Linked DNA regions of Hordeum vulgare: region 2 is linked to region 1. Evidence: chromatin contacts called from public Hi-C data. All regions are on one chromosome and are shown on one strand. The core of a region is the stretch at or near the end of the contact, and the rest is flanking DNA. Distances in the headings are between cores, read along the strand shown. Region 1 holds the start of LOC123450997 (endo-1,4-beta-xylanase 1-like). Region 2 holds the start of LOC123447050 (CSC1-like protein RXW8).

What was found. Hi-C and Micro-C count contacts between places; a contact is called where the count stands out from the background.
Region 2: a contact with region 1 is called in a Hi-C map of leaf, with 2.3 times the contacts expected there. The contact joins the promoter of LOC123447050 here to the promoter of LOC123450997 in region 1. A contact is called at or near these places in 2 of 6 Hi-C or Micro-C datasets (leaf and seedling).

The regions. Positions count from the first base shown.
Region 1 is chr4H:6,777,645-6,784,199 of MorexV3_pseudomolecules_assembly, forward strand. LOC123450997 (endo-1,4-beta-xylanase 1-like) reads left to right here and starts at 3,314. Exons shown (of 3, transcript XM_045128011.1): 1 at 3,314-3,772; 2 at 3,875-4,052; 3 at 4,484-6,354. The coding sequence starts at 3,405. The coding sequence ends at 6,154.
Region 2 is chr4H:7,449,286-7,455,840 of MorexV3_pseudomolecules_assembly, forward strand. It overlaps LOC123447050 (CSC1-like protein RXW8), which reads right to left and starts at 3,257. Exons shown (of 11, transcript XM_045123612.1): 1 at 2,948-3,257; 2 at 299-657. The coding sequence starts at 579.

The DNA of each region.
Region 1 (6,555 bases), core at 2,064-4,563:
ATCATGTAAATTATTTTTTGTAATATATATTTGTAATATTTGGAAGTATATAGAATAATTATGAAAAAAATATATATAGAAACCGTAAAGAAAAACAGGAAAATGAGGCAGTGGCCTCCTGCGTGCTGGCCTGGCACATTTAGGCGGGTGCCTGATTGCGCACGCTAGTTGCCGGCCCATTTTCGAGCTATTTCAGGGGAAAGCTGACGTTTTCTCGCTTGGTTTTTTTTAGGGCTAATTGGTCAGATCTTAAACCAAAAACAAAGCCTTGGTCTCAGCGTTTTGACCTTCCCATCCAATAGACCGGATAAATGGACTACTTAGTAATATACTGTGGGATTACAAATGAAGAAATTTTAGTTTATATTAGAAATCAAATACCTGTTTTGGTTTCACCATAAAGAATAAAATAAACAAAAAATATCTAAAGTTACGATAAGTAATGAAATCATGGCACCATTACTATGCCTAAAGAATAAAACAAAGAATACAAAAACAAATCATGACAAATTTTTTCACACAATTTACCCAGAAATTGCCCTTTTGAAGATATTCAATAATGCACATATATCATTAATTTTCTTAAAAATATAGGTATTCTAAGAAGGAATAAATTAGTAGAATTAGTATGACCTTTGGAGAATAAAAAAAATTAAATAAACGATAAAGTTTTTCCATAGAATGATTTTTTCTAACAAAAATGAATTAGTGGTATTGGTATTATCCTTAAAGAAGAAAGAAAATAAAATAAAAAACTAAAACAACATTCAAAATATTGATTTTCTATAAAAAATGAATTAGTGGTATGGAATCAGAAAAATTACACATGAATTGTATTTTGTTGTAACGTAAGCATACACATATAATTATGATTTTTTTGCAAAAAAAAAAAGTTTCGTAAGAAGGAGCAAATGAGTGTCATTGGTATTACCCTTAAGAAAGAAAAAAAATGATAAAAAGCAAAATATATCGTTTTACAAGAAACAATGAATAAGTGGCATTGATATAACCCTTTAAAAATAAATATTTTCAAAAGTTACAAATTGCACACACAACTTTACGCTTTTTGTAGTATACGAAAATAATCATATAATAGTTACATTAGTATTACCCTTAGAGAAGAAAGCAAATGAATAAAAACTTAAAAACAATAAAATATTGAAGTTTTCCAGCAAAACTGGATTACCGGTATTGGTATTACCATTAGAGAAGAAAGAAAATCAAAACTAAATAAATTCAGAATAATAAATTTTCTATGAAAGAATGAATTAGTGAAATTGGTATTACCCTTTAAGAAAAAAAAAAATTAATAAACAAGGAGTAATAAAACTTACACATAAATTTCGAATTTTTATACTGTAAGCATAAGCATATAGTAATGGTTTTTTTAAAAAAGGTAGTTTTTGAAGAAGGAATGAATTAATGTCATTGATATTACCTTTAAGAAAGAAAACAATGAAATAAAAGAAAAAAAGCATATTAATGAGGCTTTATAAGAAAGAATTAATAAGTGACTTCGGTATTACCCTTTTAAAAGAAAGATTCTCTGAAATAAAAACTTGCACACTAAACTTTTTTACTATTTCTAGTATACAAATAATAATCATATAATATTGTAATTTTCACACATATTGTATAGTATTAGTGTGCATACATTTACTCACTCTACATCCCAGTTCCCAGGTACACCAATAAAAAAATCTACTAATGAAAAGAAAGAAAAAGAAAAAACACATGAAAAAAGAAAAATAAATAAACGAAGAGAGGGAAGGTGGGTCATCAGATGGGGACCTCCTATTCGCCGCGGCAAGTAATAGTGCGCCGCACAGGGGTGGCGCCCCTACTGGGCCAGCTCATCTTTGCCTCGCACCCAACTTGCCCGGCCGAGCTTATTTTTTGTTTCAAAAAAATCTAATAATTTGTTTTTCTATTTTTTCAAATTCCGGAATACTTTTTAAATTCTTTAACTTTTTTTCAAATTTTGTAACATTGTTTTGAAATCTGAAACATTTTTATAAATATTCCAGAACATTTTTTCAAATTCCGGAACATTTTTATGAAAAATCCTAAACATTTTTAAAATATTCGAGGACATTTTTTTAAAAGTCCAGAACATTGTTTCAAATTTCGGAACATTTTTCAGAATTGCGAAACAGTTTCTGAAAATCCAGAACATTTTTGAAATAGAAACAGAAAAAAAGAAACAAAAATAAATAAAGAAAAAAACGAGAAAAAAAGTAAAACTGGTTTAGGAAATCTTCTAGAAAGTTCCCCAAACCGGAAAAAATCGTCTATGGAAGTCTAAAATGTTCCCAAAACCTACTGCCTCAGACATTTTTCACATTAAGCTTCAAATAGGATTTTCCCATCAGATGAGCTAGAGCTCACGCAGTTGCAGAGCTAATGAAAAGAAAGAAAAAGAAAAAACAGATGAAAACAAAGGAAAAAAACAGACGAAGAGAGGGAAGGGTTGGTCATCAGGTGAGCGGGATAGTGCTCGCGCAGTTGCAGAGCTAATGGGCTTGAGCGCACCAAGAAATTGAGTGACCCAGAACTGAGGTTATTCAAAATTCGCAGGCCGAAACAAGACACACCACATAACTGAAAAAAGAAGGAATTGTCTAACGTGCCCATATTTTGGCCGAAACAAGACACACCACAAGCAAGCCAACAGGAGTCCCGCACTCCGGCTACTACCTTAACGTGCCCATATTTTGGCCGACGGTGACAGACCAGCCGCCGGTCCAGCCACTTCTCATCGTATACCCTGAGCATGCAAAAGCGGCTCCATCCCCTGCTTGCCGTAGCCCTCCCGCTGTCGACCCCGATTGGCTCACACAAAATCTCCTGCGCACCACTAGCTCCGGTGTTTAGGAGAGGTCGTCGCCCTCCCCTTCACTCCAACGCCTCCCGCCATGCTCATCCAGACTCCTCCCTCCTACTGGCATCCATCCATCCATCTCCCTAGACACAGAGAGAGAGAGAGAGAGAGAGAGAGCCTTATATTGCAGTGCAAGAATGGATTACGATCATTCAGAATCAGATTGAATTGTCTCCGATAATTCAACTCCTAAGCTGAAGCAACCATCCGCTCCAAGGCATGCATATATGCGGTCTGTGGAGATTAACCCGTGATCCAGTTGCAGATCAAGTGATCGTTACGGTTTGCAGATCAAGCAACCATCTTGTTAAACGGCGCGGAAGAAATTCTTGTGTAGCTTGCATTGCAATCCCAGGCAGATTACTTGCTTGGAATGGTTCGTTGGCCACTCTCTGTCTGGCTCCGAGCCTGCGATCGGTCGTCGGCATATATAGGCACCGGTTATCGACATTAGCCTCACAGCTCAGATTAACCAGCTAGCCACCGGTTATCGACATCACCAGTAGCTTCGACTGGACCAGCAATGGCGATGGGTGGCAACAACAACGAGGGCCGTGTCGGCGACGACGACAACGTCATCCTGAACCCGGAGTTCGACAGCGGGCTGGACGGCTGGTCCGGCAGCGGGTGCAAGATCGAGCTGCACGACTCGCTCGACGACGGCAAGGTGCTCCCGGCGACCGGCAAGTACTTCGTGGCGGCCACGGGGAGGACCGACACGTGGAACGGCGTCATGCAGGACGTGACGGCGCGGCTGCAGCGCAAGACGGCCTACGAGGTCGCCGCCACCGTGCGCCTCTCCGGGGCCAGCAGCGTCTCGCCGTGCGAGGTCCGCGCCACGCTCGCCGTGCAGACCGCCGACGGCAGGCAGCAGTACATCTCCGTCGGCAAGTACGTAATTTTCACTGCATGCCGGATCACGGTGATCGACATTGCCGGCGAAGCGCGTGCCTTTGGTCTCATGCATGCCGGCCGTTCGTGCGTGTGGCGCAGGTTGCAGGCGTCGGACAAGGACTGGGCGCAGCTGCAGGGGAAGTTTTTGCTCAACAGCACCGTGGCCAAGGCCACCATCTACATCGAAGGGCCCAAGGCCGGCGTCGACCTGCTCCTCGACTGCCTGCTGGTCAAGCACGCCCAGAAGGCACCGCCGTGCTCGCCGCCGGACTTCCAGGTGAACGCCATTCCGTTATCTCTCAAGTTGGTCCGTGATGAGCACCGGAGTTCAGTATCCGCTCCATCAGATAAAGCTTTCACGCTTTAGTCACACAAGAAATTGTAGCTAAACCGCCACGTTACTGTTACACAAGTTCTTTCTCAATACCATGCGTCACGCCCGCTTTGCATGCACGGTACGTAACTCTTTGTACATTTTTACTAGAAGCATTGACAACATCGATGAACTGATCAACCATGCATACCAAAAATCATCATGCAGTGCAAATATCCGCTCGACAAATATCTAAATTCATAGATCATCTCACGATAACTACAAACATTGCAGAAAGCCAAAGATCCGTCGTCATCATCGCCTCTTCCACATAAAAACCGGACAAAGCTTGTTGTAGTAAAAGGAAGTTGTTTTGATCCTTGTTTTTTTAACAGAATCTTGAGTATGGTGCCAACATCATCGAGAACAGCAACCTCGACGACGGCCTCAACTGCTGGTTCCCACTCGGGCCGTGCGCGCTCGCCGTCCGTGACGGCTCGCCGCGCGTGCTCCCTCCCATGGCGCAGGAGTCTCTGGCACTGGACGATGAACCGCTCAACGGCAAGCACATCCATGTCACCAACCGCACGCAGACGTGGATGGGCCCCGCACAGATCATCACCGACAAGCTCACGCTCCACGCCACGTACCAGGTCTCGGCCTGGGTCCGTGTCGCCGGCCAGATGAGCGGCGCGCAGAACATCAACATCGCCGTCGCAGTCGACAGCCAGTGGGTCAACGGCGGGCAGGTCCTGGCGCGCGACGAGCGGTGGTACGAGATCGGTGGCTCGTTCCGCGTGGAGGCCAAGCCGGCGTCGCGCGTCATGGTGTACGTCCAGGGCCCCGACGCAGGCCTGGACCTCATGGTCGCCGGCTTCCAGATTTTCCCCGTGGACCGGAAGGCCCGGGTCAAGCACCTCAGGAAGCTCACCGACAAGGTGCGCAAGCGTGACGTGGTGGTGAAGCTGACGGCGGCAGACGGAGCCGTGCTCCAGGCGGCGGAGTGCGTGGAGGTGCGCGTGCGCCAGGTGTCCAACAGCTTCCCGCTGGGCGCGTGCATCATGCGCACCAACATGGACAACGAGGACTTCGTGGATTTCTTCACCAAGCACTTCAACTGGGCCGTGTTCGGGAACGAGCTCAAGTGGTACTGGACGGAGCCGCAGAGGGGGCAGGTCAGCTACGCCGACGCCGATGACCTCCTCAAGCTCTGCTCTGATAATGGCATGTGCGTGCGTGGCCACTGTATCTTCTGGGAGGTGGACAACATGGTGCAACAGTGGGTCAAGACGCTCTCCACCGATGACCTGTCCGCCGCCGTCAAGAGCAGGATCGACGGGCTGCTCACCCGGTACAAGGGCAAGTTCCGGCACTACGACGTCAACAACGAGATGCTGCACGGCTCCTTCTACCAGGACAAGCTCGGCAAGGACATCCGCGCCACCATGTTCAAGACGGCGAGCGAGCTCGACCCCGACGCGCTGCTCTTCGTCAACGACTACAATGTGGAGGGCATGTGCGACATCCGTGCCACGCCCGAGGCGTACATCGAGCAGATCATCGGGCTGCAGGAGCAGGGCGCGCCGGTGAGCGGCGTTGGGCTGCAGGGCCACGTGAGCAACCCTGTGGGTCCAGTGATCCGCAATGTGCTGGACAGGCTCGCCGTGTTAGGCCTGCCGCTCTGGTTCACGGAGCTAGACGTATCGGCGGAGAACGAGTACGTGCGCGCCGACGACCTGGAGGTGATGCTGCGGGAGGCGTACGCGCACCCGGCGGTGGAGGGCGTCATGCTCTGGGGGTTCTGGGAGCTCTTCATGAGCCGAGACTCGGCGCACCTTGTCAACGCCGAGGGGGACATCAACGAGGCCGGACGCCGGCTGCTGCAGCTGAAGAAGGAGTGGCTCACGCACGCGCACGGCCAGGCCGACGAGAACGGAGAGTTCAAGTTCCGCGGGCATCATGGAGCGTACCACGTCGATGTGGTCATGCCCACCGGCTGCAAGATCACGCAGGAGTTCACCGTCGATAAGGACGACTCACCCATGGTGCTCAACATCAATGTGTGAGCAATGCACACGCATGTTCCATCGATAACTCGATATATATGGCGGGGAAGAAGCCCTAGATACTCTACGAAGCAATGGTTATAGCATATATGGTAATCTATGCCCGGATCGATGTCCAAGAAATAAGGGTGTTTGTGGGAATTATCATGTTCATCAACTTGACCATGCTATATACATGCAAATATACAATTGGTATGGCATTTCTATGGTGTGTTTGTAATATAACAAGATGTTAAACCAGATTGATATGTTTGCCTTTTAATCCTGAACATCAAGCAAAAGAAGAAAGGCGACTCTTCATGTACGATGATTGTTGTTCTAACGTGCTGGTTTTGTATGACATTTGCACGATGACTTCATAACTCTCTACTACAACAGAGTTTGTCCAGATCCGATGAAGG
Region 2 (6,555 bases), core at 2,007-4,506, 670 kb after region 1:
TCATCTCTACATTAAGATATCAGATCACATTCCTATTTTTCTGCAATTATACAAAGTTAATTCGATTTTCTTATTGGATTTTCATATTAAAATGTTCAGAATTTTCTAGTTTGAAGAAGGAAAATCATGTCACTCACATATCAATGATTAAAGTGAAAGCAATATAGCCTAAAAAATCACATCAGCATGTTGCTATTTTCAAAAGTGGACCTTGCACAACTCAAAAGATATCTCTCATAAACATCAAACAGTAAATATTGGAGAGACAAAGAAAGCAAAGGTAAAAAAATGTATGCACCTAAATACTAGAACTCTATTGAAAACAACTGCATCCAAACCAGCAGTAGATAGGATCTCATCCTCCGTGCATTGCAGACTTCTCACAATCCAGCTAGGGGACGGAACAAATCTCTCCAAAATAAAAGCCCCTCGGAGCCGCTTATGCTGCTCAGCAATCCTTCTCCCAAAATAGACCTTAACATTTTGTGGCTGCTTTCTCAGAATGGAATAGAATGACAGGAAAAGTATACAGAGACCAATGTTGATTCCAGCAGAGGTCAGAAGAGCACCAACTTTCATCTCTTTCTAAACAAATATATAAGACTCAATACTCCTTATGTCATCTGAATTCAAAATACTTCATAGCTCTGTTGGTGCCTGTAGGGAAAAATTGGGTTATGAAATTTCATACAACATATATAGAAGATTTACAGACATTATCTTGAATTAATTCTGCATTCACATTCTTCCAATGTGCACAAAAGAAACTAAAACATGAGTATGCACCACCTACAAACAGTCACATGCTGGCCAATTCCATTGCATTTGTTGAAGATAAAGAAGAATAGGACTAACAGGAAACCCTCTCGAAAATGAAGCAAATATTACAGATTAATAATGAACTTTCCTGTTTTATTTTCTTGTCAAACAGATCAAATTTACAAAGACTGAGAAATCAAACCCACGTGATTGACTTAAAGCGAGCAGCCCAATAGAGAAGAAGATGAGGCAATGCTAACTGAATAGCAGAAGCATTTTCTTGTCAAACAGATCAATTTTACAAAGACTGGAAAATCAAACCCACGTGATTGACTTAAAGCGAGCATCCCAATAGAGAAGAAGATGAAGTGGTGCTAACTGAATAGTAGAAGCATCAATTGCTAAGGACGTGCAATATTCAAACAAGAGTAACAAATTTTGGAGCAAAATAACTGGCATTAGACAGGGAAAGATTTGTAGTAGAGAAAATATAGTTCAGACCCAAACTCAAATCAAGCCCAACGAATATGGCTCGTGACAAGCCTCTTTCTTTATTGGGAAAATATTAGCCTGCCACAGATGGTGAACAGTAGGGGTCACACAAATACGAGACAAGAGTTTAGGGGTGCAAAGGCGACTGTAGGAGCCTGTAATGACAAGTGACTGCTAGGTAGATTGGGGGGATTTCAGTGTGAAATTTAGATTTGAAACGGGTCTAGATGCGGTGGGATTTAAATTTCAAAGTATTATATATTTTCTCAAGTAGTTATCCGAATAATTATTGTGGATACAAAGAAGCCCCTAATTATTTGTACATATGCTTATACAAACTAACTATCAAGGTTGAGTACACAAGACGGAAAGAAAACTGGCCAAACATATGATGGATACTCACCCAAAACTAGGTATTGAAGAAAGCTTAGGTGGCCCTGCAGATTATGCCGTTTAGTTAAAGTCTTAAAGCTATATAAGTTGTTTATGTGTGTGCATTTAGCCCAAGCTGTGTTCTGCCGTATTTGTGTTACTGCATTGTAACTATGCAAGCATCATCACCCTTTTCTTGCATGCATGATGCAGATCTCACCTCTATTTTCTATATATAACTACAGGAAATGAAGTGCTTGATTAAAACAAAGCCCGCGAATATCAGATACAAGAGGTTGACTGTAGTGTAAAAGAGTACAGAATGGAATATATATCTGACAAACTTTTAAAAAGAGAATATATATCTGACAGATCCTATGGAGACATGAAGAATCTAACGGATAAAGAAATCTGGTCATCGTCAACGAGTCACGGTGAACTAAGCAATTTCACTTCACAGACAGAGAAATGTTTAAACACTTGGACAGGCCCTTAAACACTTCAGAACTCATACGGTTTGTTCAGCTTCAAAAGCCAAACAGTTCATCGACTAGAAGCGTCCATAGCATCTGCTTTGCTGAACACATAGGTTGAGGCATCCCATCTCATCTGCCCGCAACGTGGCGCCCTAATATTAGAATATCAGCCAAATCCGGTTCTTTTCTTCTTCTTCTTCTGTCGACTGAAGTAACCAATTTATCGACCGGGAGAGTCCACGGCGTCTAGTTCACTCAACATACAGATCAGGTTCAGAAACCCAATCCATCAGCAAACGTCGCAGGCCAAGATTAGAATAGCCAATCCCCTAGGCTACAAATTTCAAAAGGGCGGTTTTATTTTCCATCTTTTGACTTGGAACATAACAAAGGGTTGATCAACTAGAAGTGTCCACAGCATCTGCTTTACTGAACATAGCACATAGGTTAGGTTCAGGCGTTCCACCGGCCGACGAAATGTGGCATCCTAATAATAGATTACCACCCCAATCCAGGTGCTCTCTCCTCTTCTTTTCACTGAAACAGCCAGTCCATCGACTGGGAGGGAGAGCCCATGGCGTCTACTCCTATACTTAATAATGACTCAACATACATACAGAATAGGTTAAGATTAGAATAGCCAAATCACCTAACCCGCCAAATTAAGGAACACCTCGCCCAATCCAATCCAAAACGGGGCACCGAACCAAAACCGAAACACCGGGAGCTGCACCCCGCCGCGGTCCCCCGCCAGATCGCCACGCAAGATGTTACCAAGACTGGCAGGCCGCGCCAAATCCGCCTGCCAGGCTCCGACTTGTAATGACCACGCGAAGAGCATTGCTCACCTGTCAGTCAGGCCTGCGCGGTCGACCGCGTGCGGCGGCGGCGGCGGAACGGGGGAGAAATGGGGCGGGGACGCGGCGGCGGAGGTTGGCCGGGCTGGGGTGCTGGTGGACGGACGGGGATGGGGATTGGGGGGCGATGAGCGGGTTATGTATGTAGCAAGGCAGAGCAGTTGTTGTTGGCGGTGGTGGGAGGATTTGGTGGGCTCCGAGGTGGAAGCTTCGACGGGGAGGATTTCTGTGGGTGGAGGCGGCGGACGGGGGAAAGGGAAAGGGAAAGGGAAAGCGACCCGAGCGCACGACGACTGTGTGGCGACTGGTAAAGCGGGGGAGTCAAAGACACGAGAGCGAAATTTCTTACCGGGGAAAGTGGGGAGGGTACGAACGAGGTGGGGGATGCGGTTGGCTTCTCAACCGTTGCCGCAGGCACGCAGGATGGTGTTTCTTTTCGAGGACTACTTTTTTTAATCTTACGTACTAAAGAAAAAAAATCCCTTCAGTAAATTTTTTTTAGGCCTTTAAGAAAAGTCCCTCGTTTACCTAGGGACTAAAATAGACTTTTTTTTAAGTCTAGTCCCCCTAAAGAAACACCACCTGAATGTCATATGTTGTTTGGCGTGCGGTTCGGACGTGTTGTGTAAGAGCAACTCTAGTAGACCCCGCATCCCGCCCCGATCCGGAAAATAACCGCTAAAATGGAGGTCGGAGCGGGAAAATCTGCCCGATCAAACCCCGCATCTCGTCCCGGCCCGCAAATATTTTGCGGGGCACAGCAAAATCTCGGTCCCAACACGCGTATTCACGGGTTTCCACCTCGTCGTTGCGGTGCCCCGCATATGAGCGAAAGCGGTTGGTGGGGGGATATTTCAGCCCGCGCTTTCCCCCACCAAAGCATATTCCGCGAATATGCTCTTTTACGGGTCCGTTTGGGGGGTCTGCATCTGTCCCAGCCCAGGCCAGCCCGCAAAAGTTGTTTTACACGAACTGCAAACACGTTTTGCCGGCCAGACGAACGCGGGGTTTGCTAGAGTTGCTCTAATTAAACTCTGTATCGATCCATGGGACTGTCCGAACGTGTTTTCCTTCTAAATTGTAGATAAACGTAGGCTTTGCACGGATCGGATCGTTTTCAAACCCGCGTCTGACCGCCTTGATCCATCAAAACCCCTTCCCTTGCCCGTGCACTTCCCGTTCGAAAAAGTTAGAGTCGCTCCAATATATATGTGTCGCATTCATGCCTGGTCAAAGCAGATGCGACTTCTCACTGACGTGGGCATTGAAGCGGCGCGCTTCCTGGTGCAGGCGACTGTTCCACGTTCAAACGACACGATGGACACCCGTCTGTACGTCTGACGTCCACATTAATGCCGCACGGCTGCCCAGACGACTATGCTGGCATCACCCATCCGTCCCTCTGCCACTATAAGTTGCTTCCTCGATCATAGCCACGACCATCCGTCTCCGATCCTTTCACCTCTCTGCGCTACTCCCACCATGGCTTCCTCGCGCTCCAAAGCTCTTTGGGATGGGCGGATGACGGACCAGAAGAAGGAGATGGCTACTATTGCCTTTGGTCGGTTGGTCGACAGGCTACCAGAGGACGACGACATCCTAATGGAGGACGCGGCCAACAATGAGCAGGTGTGCCACCCTCCTTTTCCTTCATGCCACCCTCGCCAGTGCATTGCACCGTGACCATCAGCGGGGCACGTGCCTGTTACATGGACATGGTGTTGGAGGAGCGGCAGGAGCAGTTTTGGGAGGCGTAGGTCGACTCTGTCTATTAGCCACCACCTTCTCCAGAAGCACCAATAGGCGAATGAGCAGCTCGTCGCTGGTAGGGCGATCGCGCCAAAAAGCGGATCTGGTGGAGCAGGCAGCACTGCTTGAATACTACCACTCCACCCGCGACATCCGCCACAACCACTGGCATTACCATCAGCGTCATGCGAAACTGGAGGTCGCCTACAAGGAGTTTGACGAGGCGGTGAACGATGTGTGGGGCAAGACCGGCGATGAGGTGGAAGACACATCCATCAATGAGGAAGAGTAGAGCACAATAGGCCGACGTTGCTCGGGTCCCAAAAAGGCCACCGCTCCTCCCCTTCCGCTGAAGCCAAGCTTGGTGGACTTGACATCGTCGGATGATTAGCCACCTGGCGGCAACGTGTAGGCAAACAACCTCACTTTCCGGGTCTCCGGAGGCGGAGCTGGAGAGCGCCGAGGCATAACTGGAGAAGGCGAAATGTCAGCTCTTGGGGGTCATGGTCGGACACGGGGAATGGGCATCGGCGATCATAGATTAGATGTATTAATATACCTCCGGAGCCGGACGAGCACCGCTTAGTTGATGTAAATATAATAAAATATGCCATATCTATATGAAATCCGTCTTATTTATATAATTTCGATAGTGTTTGCATGAATTTTGTTCAGTTAGTTTGGATGGTGTTTGAAATGTTTCCGGAGAATGTTGGATAGTGCCCTAGTGCATCCGTGTCCGTGGATGGATGCAGAGAAAATTACGGGTCGTCGTTCGAGATGCCCTTAGTGATGCTAAGAATAAAAAGGAATATCACTGTTAGTGTCATTTCTATACATTTTGATTCACGAAATCTTAAAAAATGCCGGAAGAACAATATTAAAATTTCTAGGCATATCTAATCCTCGAATTTTTGAAAATGCAATAATAAAAATAATTTGATGCTCCCTTTGTCCTTAATTACTTGTTATGGAACTAGATGTATCTATGGATTGATGGATCCAAAGCGGCTACCTGGACGGCCATGAGTGCGAAGTTTGTGTGCTCGCAAACCATGGTGTCTTTTTAAAAAATATATCTAAAACCAGAGTTAAAAGTTCTAAAAATATTATAAATAATTCTGTGTAAACTTGTATGTATTCACTATTGATCCATAAAACTTGGTTTTGAAAAAATGTAATTTGTAAGCTGTACAAAAAAACAAATTTCTGGCTCAAAAACAAAAATTCTGGTCCATTTGAAAATACATATTTGTCTTTTTTATATGGCACTTATGAGAATAAAATGAAATGAATTTTTGCACATGTGTAGTATATATGTGTATGTATGTTCGTAAAAAGTTTTTTTAAAAAAATTGTACAGTAAAAAATGTTTTTTTAAACAACCATGATGCCGGTGCACAACTACGAATATTTGGGTGCCCGTGGCTTTGGTTGACATCGCATTCTCACAGTTGCGAGATGGAATGAAGATGGGGCCAAAGGCGATTTTGGCGAGATAGAGAAAAAAAAATGGTTGCCAAGCAATTTAGGGGATTTGGACGTGCAATGTTTTACGTTTTTATTTGCCTTTCTCGGATATCTGTATGATAATAACTTTTATGTTCTATGTGGAAAACAAATTTACGTTTTACACTTGTTTACGAGGACAGGGAACATACGCATACTGGTTTCTTGTTGTGCACTCAAGAGTTAGGCTATTCATACTTTATAATGAGGAACATCATATATTACTATCAAAATAACATAATATTCAACATGATACGTACGATATTTATCTATGTTACTTTTTTTTTCCTACTACATCAACGTTTTTGTTATTTTCGAGTACATATACCGGTTAAGCTACC